Linked DNA regions of Canis lupus: region 1 is linked to region 2. A link is a contact called in public Hi-C data. All regions are on one chromosome and are shown on one strand. The core of a region is the stretch at or near the end of the contact, and the rest is flanking DNA. Distances in the headings are between cores, read along the strand shown.

The links. Hi-C and Micro-C count contacts between places; a contact is called where the count stands out from the background.
Region 1: a Hi-C map of blood shows a contact between it and region 2, with 4 times the contacts expected there. The contact joins the enhancer-like site here to the promoter of PITPNC1 in region 2. A contact is called at or near these places in 4 of 9 Hi-C or Micro-C datasets (amygdala, blood and liver).

What each region holds. Positions count from the first base shown.
Region 1 is chr9:13,850,072-13,853,167 of UU_Cfam_GSD_1.0, forward strand. The region is part of intron 1 of PITPNC1 (cytoplasmic phosphatidylinositol transfer protein 1); the gene reads left to right. Among named protein-coding and RNA genes, the nearest start is that of PITPNC1, 47 kb to the left of the region's middle. Within about 2 kb of position 1,585, at least 4 of the 20 cell types and tissues checked have an H3K27ac peak or open chromatin away from gene starts, as enhancers often do. A contact at or near this core is called in blood, where this site is marked.
Region 2 is chr9:13,803,104-13,806,351 of UU_Cfam_GSD_1.0, forward strand. It overlaps PITPNC1 (cytoplasmic phosphatidylinositol transfer protein 1), which reads left to right and starts at 1,608. Exons shown (of 9, transcript XM_038546821.1): 1 at 1,608-1,704. The coding sequence starts at 1,657.

The DNA of each region.
Region 1 (3,096 bases), core at 335-2,834, 47 kb after region 2:
ACTACACTCTCCTGTAAAACACAAGTCCAAATGGTGATGCCCTGGAAACCTGGCCTTTAGTCTTGGTGATTCGAATTCCTGGCTGTGTCTGGACACACAGTAGGCGCTAAATGAATACTTCTTTTATTGAAATCTGGGCTGAAATGGCAAACCTGGTTAGGTATGTGTACCTGGATGGAGTCAATTTCTGTGTCAGTTTCTCTCCTGTGTCACCGATGAGCGTCCTGATGGTGATTTTTTTTTTTAAACCAAACACTGTATTTAGTTAATAAAACAAAACAAAACAAAACAAAAAACCACAACCCACAGAATACGAATCAAAACAGCTGTGTTTGCTGTTGGCGTGGCTGTTCCCCTCCTCATCCTGGAGTATGTCATAACAGTACCACATTTGTAGAAACAAAAGTTTAGAAATAAAAAGGATGACTTTTCTCCCTGCAGCCACCAGTGACAACCCACAGCCTCAGCTCAGAGTATTTGTTTAATTTTGTGTCTAGTAATGGGGCTCAGAGATAATTTTGTCAAGCAGATGTGTGAAGATCTGATCTTTACGGAAGCTCATTTCTTATTATAAAAATAAATGTATTCTCCAGCCTTGGGCAGGGGGCAACACATGACTCTTAGACACTTCCTTTTTAAGTGTGTTTGGGTATATTCATGGACTTTGAGAAAGTTTTGCAGCCCAAATTTTCAATTTATCACCTTTTGCCAATTTCTTGCTTTTAAGTATCCTGGCCTTCGATGAATAAAGAAGGAGGATAAAGGAAAAGACAAAATGAACAATGACAGCAACAAACAAAAGAAACAAACCAACAAATAAAAAAAACAAAAACAAATACCTCTTTCCCAGTAGGCAGTATAGAAAACTTGCGAGACAGGAGGAAAGTGGAAAAACAGAAATGAGAACACAGGCTTCATTCAGGTGATCGCAGGTCACTGGCAGCCTGGAGCAGAGCCCAACTGTGGGTGAGGCCAGTGAGACATGCCTCTTGGGTGCAAAAAATTCATAAATAATATTTGAATACGAGATGCTTAAAAAAATCAGAATGAGTGCAAATACTCCATGGTAGACAAAATATGAAAATGTTGAAGACAGGATCTCACTCTGCACTGGCAAACCGACCTCATAACCTCCCTCCAACCAAAAGTGAGGTCATCGAGAGATTGAAAGGAAAAGTTCCTCATTCCTCTAAGCCTGGCTTTGCTCTGGGTTTGAACTCCAGCGCCTTCAGGACCTGCTCTGTGACCTCAAGCAAATGACTTAACCTCTCTGAGCTCCTTTTTGTAAAACCGAAAATAGCACTTTCTGTTGCAGGGCTTTTGAGTGGTTTAAGAATCAGGGTGGGTGAAGCACTGGGTGCAGAGTAGACTCCCAGTAAACGGTGGCTTTAAGCCATTCATTGTTATTCACCAAGAATTAGGTTCTCCAGGAGACCCAAGCAGGTACCAACCTAAGCAGGCAAGTCTCTCACACAGCTGGCAGGGTTAAGGCAGCTTTGTTTTCACATCGTAGTTTGTATCCGAGTGTAGCCCCGTGCCTGTGCTTTGAACACTCCTACATCCGCTCAACTGCCAAGTAACCGATTTCCTGTTTAGTCATAGCTTCTGGCCTGAGCCTCGCCTCGGGCCCCAACTTGTCATCTCTGTCATCCCACTGAGCCTCCCGAAGCCATCTAGACATTGGGTTACATAGTGGCTTTCACTGATGAAGGTCTTCCTGGTCATCGTCAGTCTCCAGCGGATTTCCGCACCTGGTGACTCATCTGGGTGACACCTCACTCTTAACTGTCCCTTGAACCATCCCCAGTCCTGAGCTGCCCTTTGGTTCCCTCCACGGAGATGGAGCAAATGCGTTCTTACCACGGAAGGCTGCAGCCAACCTGAGCAGAGTGGGACTCGGAAGGAGGATGTGGTGGGAACGCAGTTAATATTTGCTCTGGGCGACTGTCAGGCCACTCAGTCATCTCTCCTGTTGTACAAGGGGGCTGGGGACAACACTTTTGTCAGCCTTTCTCCAAATCTGGTTGTAGCTCTGGGCTCCCTAAGCTGAGCCCGTACCTTATTCTCCTCCTTAGTCCTGAGGATGCAAAATGAGATGGGAGGATGACAGCAGAGTGTCACTCAAGTAACTTACTAGACTTTGGGGGTCTTAGTCATCATTAATGGGTGTCTGTGTCTTGAATATTCATGAGTGTGCCCTGCGCTTCATTGAGGGAGGCAGCACGGAGTAAGAACTACACATTTTCTGGTTTCCGTCGTGTGTGCTTTGGATTTAAGCTCTTCTTTTCCGCTGAATTAGTTAACAGGAACTTACTGAGTTGGGTGCAGAATGATACAAAAGACAAGCAAATGGGATATTTGCCCTTGAAGCACGCAGGATGTAGTTGAGTGGAATACACCCTGCTTGAGCTGAGTCCTAGGCTCACACTTCTCCTGCATTTCCACCTCTCTCATTTCTGCCCTAGAAATGTTGCTTGAATCTGGCCTCTCCTCTTTCACCCTCTGGGCATTTGCTCTTGCTTTTTAGGGCAGTCCCTCCTCATTTACTGCCCGGTCTATTGAGAGCCCTGCTGAGCCATATTGGAGCCCCAGGCAAAGAAAGCTGTGTGTCCCTCTGTGCACTTATCAAAATATCCTCCCATATTGCGAACCAAGTGGGAAAAGTTAATAAAAGCTCTACAATATTAAAAAAAAAAACAACCCACCAATATATATAAAGCCTCATGTTGTTCAATCTGTTCCCGTATCATTGTCAGCCCTCTTAGACTCACCCAGTGGAGTGGGGGTGGAGGATGGGGAGGTGGGGGGAGGTTTTCACGGCCAGTTGCATAATAAGCCTAAGCCGGGTTGTAAAACAAACAGCAACAGCCTGCCTTTATTTACAGTTTGGATTTTTTTTTAATTGTGTAAAGTTAATTCTTGCATTAACTTTGATCTTAGAAAAAGACTGCGTTAAAGTAAGACTTGTCTGGATTGCTGAGCTTTCTGGCACCCCCTGGATTTTGTACCTCCCTGGTTCATCCTAATCCTGGCGCTGGTCGGTTTGGAGAGCCCACCCCCGCTGTCATGTACACAGCTGCCAGTTACCTTCCTAAT
Region 2 (3,248 bases), core at 358-2,857:
CAGTTACATGCAGCTTCCTGAGTAAGTGAAAAATGTGCCTCTTGTGGTTAAAATGAGGGATCTGTTTAATATGGATGAAGTACCAACACTCCAGGCATTTTCATTGACATTTCACTGTGACTTTTTGAACTTAGGAGTGGTGACAGGCAAGCCTACTCTGGCAGCCCTGCGGAGCGGGCGGTGGGACAGCAGCGCAGGCCAGGAGAGGTACAAGGCTGTGTCCGCTTCTCGCTCCCTCTGTTTTCCTGTGCTCTCTGTACTTCATTTTCTTCCTCGCTTTTGCACTTGCCAGTCGTCCAGGATTCCATCTCTGAAGCCAGCCAGGAAAGCAGGCAAGGCTGGGGGCTCGTGCTCCCACAGCCCGTCGCCTCTCCAGCGCTGGGCTTGCAACCCTGGACCAGAGGGGGCGTTTGTAACAAGACCTTCTGCAAAGGTCAAGACACGCTTCTTTCGGTACCTGGAAGCCAGAAGCCACCCAGAGGGGCCGGGCGGGGCACATCTGAGAAACAGACCCAAAGGGTCCAGGCGGGCAGGGAAGCGGGCCCCCCTCCCCCGCCGCCCCCGCCGCCCCCGCCGCCCCCCGGCCCCCTCGCTCGGTCCTCCCCGGCGGCCCCCAGGCTCAGCTCCGGGACAGCCCCGCCGTCTGGCAGGAGCCGGGGAGAGACATGCTGTTTTGTTTAAATCCTCCACATTCTTTGCCATTTCCCCATTGGCCGGATGGGGCTACCCTCCCCGCCGCGGCCGCTGCTGATGTCAGCCCGGCTGGCGCTCGCTCCTCCCGCACCCACCTCCCCGGCCCGAGGCACACTGCAGCTCGGCGCGGACTCCCGGGCCCGGCGCGGCGGCTGCAAACTCGCGGGCACGCACGGCGCTCGCCGAGCCCGGGCACTCGGGGGAGGGAGGGCCGTGCGCGGAAGGCGCCGCCTCCTCCCGCCCGCCCCGGCCGCCGCGAGCCCCGCTCGGAGCAACCCGCGGCCCAAGCCCGGCGCAGCCGAGCGGCCGCGGCTTCCCTTTCCTCCCGCCGCGAGCCCCGGCGCGCCTCGCGGACGGGCCCTAAAAAGAGCAGGAAATCTTGTTTACCGCCCGGGGAGAAGAGCCGGCCGAGCCTTTGTCTGGAAAGTCAGCATCTCCGGCTCCGGCTGCAATGGGCTCCTGGTGACATTCGCCTTCGGGCAGACCCGCCGGAGCGGGGGTCGCCAGGTTCAGGCGGCCCGAGGCGGGGGACTTTTTGTGCATTTCGTCTTAATTTTCGGAAAGCTCTCTCTTTTCCTCCCTTGCCCGCCACCGGGCATGTCCTGATCCGGCGGCCGCTCCTCCCGCCCGGGGCCGCCGATCCGAGCGGTTTCCAGCGGGTCCCCCTCCCGCCCTCCGCGGTCCCTCCCTGACTTTGCAACAGCGCGTCCGGGAGGACCGGCCCCGGCGAGGCAGGAGGCGGGGAGCCCCGGACGCCCAGACCCGAACCTTGACATGCTCGCGGGCGGAGAGGAGGAAGCCAGGAGCTGAGCGCGCCGCCGGGGCTGCTCCGCCCGCCGGCTCCGAGCGCAGGGCTCCGGGCGCCCTGCCCCGCGCCTGGGCGGCAGCCTCGCCCTTCGGGGGCGCCCCCCGCCCCCGCCCCCGCCCCCGCGCCCGCGCCGGGGGCCCGCGGCCGGCAGGACCATGCTGCTGAAGGAGTACCGGATCTGCATGCCGCTCACCGTGGACGAGGTAAGCGCCGCCGCGCCGGGCCCGGCCTCGCCCCCCCCCCCCCCCCGCCCCGGGGCGCCGAGGACCCCGCCGCAGCCTCTGGTCGGCGGAGCCTCCGCGGGCGGCGGGGAAGCCCTGCGGGAGCACTACCTCCCGAGTGGAAGGCTGGAGGGGGGGAGTTGCTGTCTCCACTTGTCACCCCAGCGGGGGAGGGCGGCGTTGGGTGGGGCGGTGGACTCTAGGTGGAGTCTTGGGGGGGCACCCAGAGCCAAAGGGAATCGGTGCGCCCCCCCCTCCTCCAATTAAGAAAATGAACAGAGCAAAGCCAAGCGCCCCAAGCGCGTCCTGCCGGCTTGGGGTGGGGTGTGTGTGGGGAGCGGCACCCGGTCCTGGCGTGGGCCCCGGCTCCCCTCCCGCCCTTCGCTGCAAGGTCTGGGTTGGGTAGGGGAGAAGCCTTTGCCCTCGGGATCGCCAGGCCCGGAGTCCCGCTGGGGGGCACCTCGGAGCCCTAGGGCAGCCCTCCCCGGCCCGGACTTCTCGCCGTCGCCGCCGGCCTGGGCGCCGCTCCCGCCACGCCCGCGCATCGAGGCTCCCAGACCTGGCTTCGACCTTTCCGCAAACCGCCTGGCTCGGAAACTTTCTGCGTCTGTTGTTTCTCCAGCGGCGGGGAGCGTGGTCTGCGGGCGAGCCGGGAGCGGCGGGGACGCGGGCGCGGCCACACGGGGGCGCCCCAGCACGTGGGTGCCGGCCCGGGGCTCCGCTCCGGGGGCTGCGGCTGCGGCTGCGGCTGCCGGGCGGGGGGCGGGGGCCGGGGGCCGGGGCGCTGGTCCTCCCACCGCTGCTCCAGCTCCATTCTCCAGATCTCCCGAAGCTTCAGGCTCCATCATTCAGGAAATGACTCAGTGAGGAATATTCAGGCCCCAGCATCCCCCCCACCCCTACCTTTTTGGTGTTTTCACAATTGCTTAGCGCCCGTCCAGGGACGTCAAGGAAGCGTGAAGCCAATCGGGGAAATTTGAGACTCACTAGTGTGGGTTAGTGTGCCCCACCAAAGAGACTGCGAGCCAAACCGTGTGTCTATTTAAATACAGAGCATCTAATCTATCAGGTATATTAGTGAGCCTCTGGCTTGTGGAAGGGGCGAGGCGCTTTGGGCAAGAAGCAGGTATTTAACAGATAAAGGGACTGCGCTCCCGAGGGGCCCGTCTTAATCTGTCATCTGGAGCAAGTGTTGAGGCAGGACCCATAGTACAATCCAAGGCAAGATACAAGTAGCTGCGAGTTGACAAAACTATACATCCCCGGGACACTGGTTGTCAAAGAGAGAGGTCAGGCCCCCACCAGAATGATCCACCTGGCTGGCGATGCTGCCTGTTGGCATTTGAGGAGATAACGTTGGAGCAGAGTCTGGAAGGATGGAATGAATCCGGGTGGATAGGCAGTTTTGGGGGATGCATCTCGACCGTGTCGATCAAGTGGAGGAGCAGCACACAGCTGTGTGGGAAGTGGGGGAGGCAGATGAGTGAACCTGGTTAACCAGAGTAGTTCTAGAAAAGATTGAGATC